3 separate regions of the Mus musculus genome follow, and all the other regions are linked to region 3. A link is a contact called in public Hi-C and HiChIP or PLAC-seq data. All regions are on one chromosome and are shown on one strand. Each heading gives the region's core, a stretch centred on a gene start, on an enhancer-like site or on the middle of the called end of the contact. The rest is flanking DNA. Distances are from core to core; before and after follow the strand shown. Region 1 overlaps Gm20098 (predicted gene, 20098). Region 2 overlaps Satb1 (special AT-rich sequence binding protein 1). Region 3 holds the start of Satb1 (special AT-rich sequence binding protein 1).

Region 1 (2,700 bases), core at 113-2,612, 110 kb after region 3:
ATCCTTGCCTAGTAACAAAATATATGAGGCTACTCTATGACCATAAAAATAAAATAACTCCTATTTGGGAGTTGGATCTGTAGTAAGCCAAAGCTGTAAATTATAATCCATAGCACTGGATTTTATTATCTAATAACAGATGTATTATTCAGTCCTTAACAAAATATGAAACATATATCAATTTTAAAATCCAAAAAATAATAAAAAATAAGTTAAGTCATCTTGTGTATCAGTCAAGTTCATTTAATTTAATTCACTATATGTACATACACATATACACACACATATTCATTTTCATGTATATTGTGGGGTGTATACATGTATGTAAGTGTGGGTTTGTGTGTATAGGTGTGTGTGTGTGTGTGTGCACTCGCAGAGGCTCAAAGTTGATGGTAGGAATCATCTGTATTTGCTCTTCTACTGTATTCATTGAGGCAGGACCTCTCAATAGGACTCTGACATCACACCTGTGGCTAGTCTTATAGCTTGCTCTGCAGACCTCCTGTCTTCACCCTTTGAGGCTGGAATTGCAGACCAACCATACTGCCTGTGTGAGTTTAAGGAATCTGAAATCTGGTCCTTATACCCACATGCTAGTACTTTAACCACTGAGCCATCTCCTCAGCCCCAGTCAAAATGATTTTTGTGGTAAACAGACTAGATGTTCAGTCTCTTTCTTCATTGTCTCTGGGCTCTCTTCTTTCTCTGCTGGTGAAAATGTCCCAACACCTTTGACTTTTGGGTTGGGGAGAGAATTACAAACCCTGCATAGGAAATCTGAGTTAATTTCTCCAAATTTCATACCCTTTATCATGATGAAAGACAGATAATATTAAGAGAGACTATTTTTTACACATAAAGTATAAGATATAAAGTCCAAATAGAGATCCTCATTAATCATGGTGTGCCAAGCAACATTAAGTGTTGGGAGTCCATCCAAGAATAAGATAGTTTGTCTCCAACATCCTGAGAGCTGTATTCGCAGCACTTAGCCCTGTATATTTAACACTTTCTCATCACACATGTTGAATAAAGAGTTTGAAATCTAGTACAAGTGGTGGCCTAGATTGTGTCATTTTATAGACAGATCATTGCTGGATAATGATGCTTTCAGGGTTACAAGATAGAAGGGAGGAATAATTAGCCCAACCTAGACATATAGAGGGCATGAGCATGATGTCCATGCTGAGAGAATTCAAGAAAATTAAGCAAAATATAGATTTTTATGAGGGGGGAAAAGCAGCTGTGCATAGGCATAGAGATTCAGTCATTCACTGAAATTTACTGAGGAGCTATATACACTAGGTACTGTGTCAGTGCAGGGGACCACAGATGACTGACAGGAAATGATCTGTTCCAAGGTTATGGTCTGGGAAAATGACAGATAACGTAAGCAGTCTTCTGTGTTGCTAAAGGGAAACCACGTGGACTACGGAGAAAATGAAGCATACACAGAGAAGAGATGATGTTTTGGTGTTTTACTCCATGGCATGCTATCACAGAGGGAATCTTTCCTGAAGACCCTGAAGGAGGTTAGAGAGTAAGCCACGCCCAGCTGGAAGGGAGGTGTCTTCAAATGAGACAGGACGACACTGAGAAAGCCACAAGTGAAGGTGTGCTTGGTGTGTTCCTTGGAATAGTGGGAGGCCATTATGGCTGGAGAAGAGTGAGTCAAGTGTGAGAAAAGAGGCAAAATTTGATATGTCAGTCTGATGGGTTATGAAACATAAGTCATGTTAGACATTTCTTTTTCTTTTTTTGTTTTTTCGAGACAGGGCTTCTCTGTGTAGCCCTGGCTTTCCTGGAACTCACTCTGTAGACCAGGCTGGCCTCGAACTCAGAAATCCACCTGCCTTTGTCTCTCAAGTGCTGGGACTAAAGGCGCGTGCCACCACGCCCAGCATGTTAGGCATTTCTAAGGAGGGTTAGCTGACAGGGGACTGTGCTTCACCCTGCTCTCAAGTGACCAATGGCATAGATATAAAGTAGTATGAGAAGAAAGCAGCACCTCTTTCCTTTGCTTCTTGCTGCTGAGTGTGTCTGCCGTTGCTGCTGTTGCTGGTGCTACTGTCCTTTGATGACATCAGACTCCAGTTCGTTCAGCCTTCAATGTGGACTGAAGAATAGTAACTCTCCAGGAATCTTCAAGGTCTCCAGCTCCAGGTTTGAAGGTATCTAGTTTCATGGCCTGAACAACCACATGTTCACAACCTTTCCAGTATGCAGACAGTCATCCTGCCTCTATTGTGTAAAACACATATACACACAGGAGGGAGAGGGAGAGGGAGAGGGAGAGGGAGAGGGAGAGGGAGAGGGAGAGGGAGAGGGAGAGGGAGAGGGAGAGAGACTAAGAGACAGAGAGACAGAGGAGTCAGTCCTGTTTCGAGAAAGAACGAGCCTTATAACAACTATATTGCTTTGTCTCTGGGGAGAGAAAATCAACTGTATGAAACAAAAGTTTCTGCAAGCATCCAAACAGAGATGATCATAATAGCCTAGGTGAGAAGAGAGATATTTAAAATGGTTAGTTCAGTGAAGTTGGTAGTAAAGTGTTTAGTTTCTATATGAACTCTGAAGGAAAAGTTAGACTAAGTTTCCAGATGGGCTGAATATGGCGGCACAAAGTACGGAGGCCTGAACAGACTACCCAGGGAGGACATGCGCAGGCAGCCATGATCATTCAGAGGGGCTACGGAGACA
Region 2 (2,700 bases), core at 127-2,626, 92 kb before region 3:
AAGAAAAGGCAATCATAACCACAGAAGTTATAATGCTTATTTGAGGCTCCAGAATAATAATAATCAAAAGGAAAACCAATTTCTGGTATCATGCTGACAGGGTACAACACCTGGGTGCAGCCCTTGAACACAAATTCTACCAAACAGTCCTTGACGCTTCACCCGGGGCTGCCAAGCAGTTTTGTAAAACACAGTAAAACCTTGAGTGCTGGCTGTCCTGTCCTTCCAACTTCCTTCCTGTTTGTGCAAGTTTCCGAAGATTCATTGGCCAAACAATAAACAATGAAGGTTTGTCTGAGTGAACACAAGGTGGACTTCTCATGTTGTTAGGAAATACCGGTGGTGTGGCTGAAAAGAATACTGTTCTCTCAGTCTTTCAAGTCGGCATTAACGTCTGTGCTCCCTTCCACCGACAGCTCTTCCTCTAGTTTCACTGAGAAAAGGGTGTTGGCGTTTTTATCCTGGACGCTCTCTTCCAAATCCTTAAGCAACTCCTCATCTTTGTACTCGGCCACATCCACCTCCAAGCCGGAGTTGTCCTTCAGCTTGCCATGGTGCTTAAGGTAGTACCGCTGGTTCTGAAAGAACTTGATGATGGTGTACTTCGGGAGGTCCAGCTGTGCAGACAGAGTCTGGATAGCCTCTTCATCTGGGTACAGGCCCACATCTTGGATGAAACTCTGAAGGATCCCCAGGGCTTCCACGGAAATTTTGGTTCGTGGCCTGGTCTTCTGCCGGTTTTCCTCATCGGACTCCGCGGAGGAGGCCACGGTGGGCTGCCGTGGGGGGAGTCTGGGGCCTGCCTGGGGCTGTGGCTGTGGCTGCGGCGGTGGCGGCGGTGGCTGCTGCTGCTGCTGCTGTTGCTGCTGCTGCTGTTGCTGCTGCTGCAAAGAGACAAGCAGACAGTCAGAGCTGCTCGGAGGAGCCCGCAGGAGTAAGAGTGGGTGCTTGCCAAGCCTGTGCAGTGTCTGGGGGTGGGGGTGGGGCTGGAGTAGGGGAGAAAGACACACCGAGAAAGAGCAGGCCAGCTAAACAGCCCACAGCCTTTATTAAATAAATACATACAAATTTGAGCTCAGGGCTGGGCAGCTAGGAAGCTATGCAGCTCGCAGGGCTACTGTGCCCATTTACCACCAATCTGGGGAGGAGAAAAACAACTGGAAAAAACGTGAGCAACACACTCTCTGGAAAGGGATATGTACCAAAGGTGGCCAGGCAAGCTCATCATGATGTCTGTCATTCATTAACAGACTTAAAAGAAGAATCCCTCTTAGCAAGGATTCCTGAGACATCTTTGGGCAGTTGAGCTACCCAGGCATTGGGGAAGCACTGTGCCTGGCCATACTGCATTCTCCACGGGGGAAACCTGGCTATGCTGCTTTCTGTGGCTGTCCCATGGAGGGGAGCACAGCAGTGGCTTTTCCCAAGAGGTGTGCAGAATGTATGAAAGTATGTTCTCTCAGACAGTTTCAATTCTCTCTCCCTCACACAGACACACAGACAGACAGACAGACAGACAGACGCACATTCCTAGTGTTTGCAACTAGGCTAACGCTAAGCTTTTTTTCTCTTACCCCCTTCAAATAAAGGTTCACTCCATTCTACGCCAGCTGGCGAATTGTTTTGTCTATAGTAAACTACTATGTGATTAGGCTTTAAATTTAATGTATACAGACACTTTTTCATAATTAGTATCTGCATATGTGCTGTAATTCCTGTACACAATTATACGCAACAAACGTGCGGCGTGTGTCTACTGTGCACTCGACACCCATAATTCTTAGCAGCCAAGCCAATCAACCCCGGGTGCAGAGCTGCGATGTATTACAACATTCGTCCTGTGCTTAAGCAGTTCCTCTTATCCCCCTAAGAAGCAATTTTATTAAAAACAATTTACATTTTCAAACAAGTACTATTTTTATTACTTAACATATATCTTTCTTGTCTTTGTTTTAGCTGAAACAGTTGGTTTTTCAGGCTTTCACAATTATTTTAGTGCTTAATATCCTAAGGGATTCTCTTTTTCAATTTGTTTTATCTTTAATAAATACTCAAGGATTTTTTTTCTGGTGGATGGATAACTCTATTATTTTAGCTACAGATATCTATACAGCAATACCAAGAAGGAATGCAAGAGATTCAACAAAGATGTTAGGCAGGTTTCTGGGATCCCAGAGGCAATGGCATTTCCCTTAAAGGAGAAAGCTAGAAGCAACCTTCAGATTTAGCAGAAACAAGATACACAACTTAAATTCAACTAGCCACAGGATCCCCAATACGTGGTCTGATCCACAGCCTTTCAATCAAGTCCCTCATGGGCAGCAGCATTCCGACAGATGAAGCACCACGCCCCACACAGGGACATCAAGCAGTCTTGAGGTTGGCACTGTGGGCTTTGGCCAGAGGCAAGGCCGTTCTAGCACTGCCCATCTGAAAACCCTGACTGGGGGAAGTGGCCTTCACCAACACCCTCTTTTCTCCCTTTCTCCTCAGCACAGGAAACTGGTGCCCGCTCACCTGAGGGGCAGCATGGGGCCATGGTGCAGGGGTCAGCAGGCTTGGTAAGAAAACGCCTCTAGACTCTCCTTTCCCAAGGGTGCTGGGAGAGAGGCTCTAAGGAAAGACAAACAAACATGACTCGCCCTGCCCTGCCCTGCCCTGCGAAGGGTGGGAAGGGTATGTGAGGTGAAAGGCTGGACA
Region 3 (2,700 bases), core at 108-2,607:
AAGTGAAATCCACGTCTTAACCCTGGGAATCCTACATGCCTCAGAGAAAGTTCTCCCAGAAAGGGTGCAGAGGTCAAAGTTGTCAACCGGACATTTTAAGAGATGAGCCTGTGGTTGACATCTTGTTAAGTAAAACCTGGCCCTGGTGGAGGCCAGGGTCAAAACCTCTACCCTGAGCTCTAAGCTGCTGTCCTCTTGGTCTTCTGGGATCATCCCAGAAGGGACCTGTTTAGCGCCTTTTGCTGGGCCAAGCACACGCACGTGTCACCATCTGGACCTGCCGCTTGCCCCCTCAGTCCCTTGCATTCGAGCTGCCCAACCCCAGTTCGGCCACCCTGGGAGCTCTGCAATGGAGGAACACTGTAGAAGGCCGCCGCTCTCGGGTGTGTACTGTCGCAGGGAAATGAGGAGTTGCCCCCTGGGCTGCACCTGTGGGGCCACAGTCCCAGCTAAGACACCATGTACCTCCCTCGGCTTCCCGCCCAAGCCCAAACCCGAATCACCCTCCAGGACCGACCCGCGATCGCCGGCGTGGGCTGCACGAGCGCTGTTCTTCGGCTCTCAAACTCTGGGCTCCAACTTGAGCGCCCAGCGCCCGAGTGGCTCTCGGGATAGAGAAGTTGCCACAAACTTCCCAGGCCCCTCTCCACCTCCGCTCGCCACCAGCAAAGTAGGGCTGGCCGGGAAAGAACAGGGGGAGATGAGATGGGAGAGGATGCTAAGTGAACTCCAGATCTGGCGCGCGACCTTTCCAACTCCACCCCGCACCTCGCCTCCTTCCCCGCACCGGGGCTCACTGAGCGGCTCCCTTTTCCCCACTCGCCCGCCGAGGGCTTCCCCCCACGCCGCCTTCGTCCTCTAAAGCGGGCCATGCCCACGACCTGGACTAAAGTGTCTAACGAGGGACTCCTGCCGGGCAGGTGTGCGGGAGAGGCAAAGACGCCAAGTAAGTCCGCATCCCGGCCATGACCCTCACTTCACCAGCCCAGTCCTCCCGAATGTCTGAGCGCGCTCGAGAGAAGGGCCAGCAAGACCCCGGCACGCGAGGGGCGCAGAGTCGCCCCAGCCGGGGCCACTGAGAAGTTTGGATCGGTTCCGCATCCGCAGAAAACGGAGGCGAGCCGGGCAAGAGACCCAGAGCGGGAGCAGCACTGGCAGGGAGCAAAGAAGCGGGACTCACTCAGGCGTGGAACCGGGACAGCGCGGGCCAGCGGTGCGGGCCGAGGCCGGGTCGGCTCCCCGCGCGGGCGCGCCGGGCGGCGGACTTCCCGGGCGGCGGCTGCAGCTGCTGCCACCTCCCCGCCGCCGAGCTGGCGGCCGCCGCGGAAGTTAATGGCAACTTGACTTCAAGTTGTCTCCTCTCCCCATCCGAAGTGGGCGTTTAAAGGGGGCAGAGCGCGGCGAGCAGCGAGCGGGGAGCGCGCGGGGCCGAGGGGGAAGGGAAGGGGCGGGGGCGGGGCGGGGCGCGGGAGGGGGCGCGGGAGCCGCTCGGAGCCCGCAGTGTAGAGCGCGGCGCGGGCGATCGGGGCGCCCCCACGAGAGCCCCCCGACGCTGGCCGGGGGCCGTGCGTGCCTGGGGCGCCGCGCTCTCGCCTCTCGCCCGCGTGGGGGGCTTGCGGACCCCACAGCGGGAGCGACCGGGCCCGGCCTGCCTCCCCCGCGCCCGCGGCCGCTTCTCCCCCTGGCGGCAGGATCCTGGGCGGCCGGTGGCTCCGAGAGCGCGCAGTGGAGCCCGAGCTGAGCCGAGCCCGAGCCACCGCAGCCGCCACATCCCTGAGCGCCGCCCGGGTGCAGGGTCGCTGCGGGAGAGCGACCCCGCGGCCGCCAGGGTAAGTGTGGGCGAGCCCCGGAGCCCCACCGCCCCGGCCCTCACCTGCACCGCCCCCGCCGCGCACCCTCGCCGCCCGCCGCTTCCTCTTGTCGTTGTTTGCCTGGGCTTTGGGGGTGCAGAGCGCGGGGCATTGGTGTGTGTGTGTGCCAGCGGAGGAGGAAGTCAGGTGAGAGGCCTGAGCACAACCCCCGCGCCCCGCAAGCCAGCTTGTGTGGGGTGTGTCGCTCCCCAGTAGGGGCATGCGGGCCAAGTTTTCCCCTCTCTTCAATGTTTGATGGAGAAGATCTTTCCTAGAGGGGACCTCCTTCCCTTCAAACTGATGGGCTCTTCTTGCTATCCTCTTCTCTTGGGCACCCCTATTGAGGAACACATAGTGGATGGAGGAGGAGGGGGCCTCTTGCAGACCCCCTTCTCAACCCCAGCTATTTGCATCAGTATCATTTTCCTGTCGGCAGCTGTAGGTCGACGCACCCAACCAGAAGGAGATGCTTAAGCCACTGTCCAAGTCTCTTCTCCCACCCTGACCCACCCAAAAGCAGGGGCAAAGAGGTCAAGAAATGCGGATTTCGTAGGAGGGGAGGCTGGGCCCAGGGACCTTTTCAACTGGTGAAGCTCCAAAGAACTCTGAAAGGTCAAAGTAGCTGAAGGCTTGGACCCCCAAGCTAGGGAGAAATTGGACTCTATCAACTTTAACCCACTCCCCTGCTACTCCTTCCCCACACAACCCCCAGCTCTAAGGAAGCTATCAACTAACAGGTCTTTTGTTTCCTGTTGTGTCGCCTTTGGGAAATTTGCATTGAACGTGACGATAGAAAATTACTACTGTTTACTCGAAGTTAAGGGGGTTGCAGAACGAAAACAGTTTTTAC

Evidence for each region. Hi-C and Micro-C count contacts between places; a contact is called where the count stands out from the background. HiChIP or PLAC-seq counts read pairs in DNA pulled down with a chosen protein or histone mark.
Region 1: a contact with region 3 is called in an H3K27ac HiChIP or PLAC-seq map of CD8 T cells, with 17 times the contacts expected there. The contact joins the enhancer-like site here to the promoter of Satb1 in region 3. A contact is called at or near these places in 4 of 484 Hi-C or Micro-C datasets (Th1 cells, cortical neurons and epidermal suprabasal cells), 3 of 115 datasets of contacts at active chromatin or transcription factors (CD8 T cells, the SCID.adh cell line and thymocytes) and 1 of 9 other capture datasets (adipose tissue).
Region 2: a contact with region 3 is called in a Hi-C map of cerebral cortex, with 2.8 times the contacts expected there. The contact joins the enhancer-like site here to the promoter of Satb1 in region 3. A contact is called at or near these places in 1 of 484 Hi-C or Micro-C datasets (cerebral cortex), 1 of 115 datasets of contacts at active chromatin or transcription factors (embryonic stem cells) and 3 of 9 other capture datasets (adipose tissue, liver and pancreatic islet).

What each region holds. Positions count from the first base shown.
Region 1 is chr17:51,944,454-51,947,153 of GRCm38.p6, forward strand. All of the region lies in intron 2 of Gm20098 (predicted gene, 20098), which reads left to right. Among named protein-coding and RNA genes, the nearest start is that of Gm20098, 63 kb to the left of the region's middle. Within about 2 kb of position 1,363, at least 7 of the 459 cell types and tissues checked have an H3K27ac peak or open chromatin away from gene starts, as enhancers often do. A contact at or near this core is called in CD8 T cells and Th1 cells, where this site is marked.
Region 2 is chr17:51,739,530-51,742,229 of GRCm38.p6, forward strand. It overlaps Satb1 (special AT-rich sequence binding protein 1), which reads right to left. Exons shown (of 11, transcript NM_009122.2): 11 at 1-884. The coding sequence ends at 369. Among named protein-coding and RNA genes, the nearest start is that of Satb1, 92 kb to the right of the region's middle. Within about 2 kb of position 1,377, at least 13 of the 459 cell types and tissues checked have an H3K27ac peak or open chromatin away from gene starts, as enhancers often do. A contact at or near this core is called in cerebral cortex, where this site is marked.
Region 3 is chr17:51,831,290-51,833,989 of GRCm38.p6, forward strand. It overlaps Satb1 (special AT-rich sequence binding protein 1), which reads right to left and starts at 1,358. Exons shown (of 11, transcript NM_009122.2): 1 at 1,181-1,358.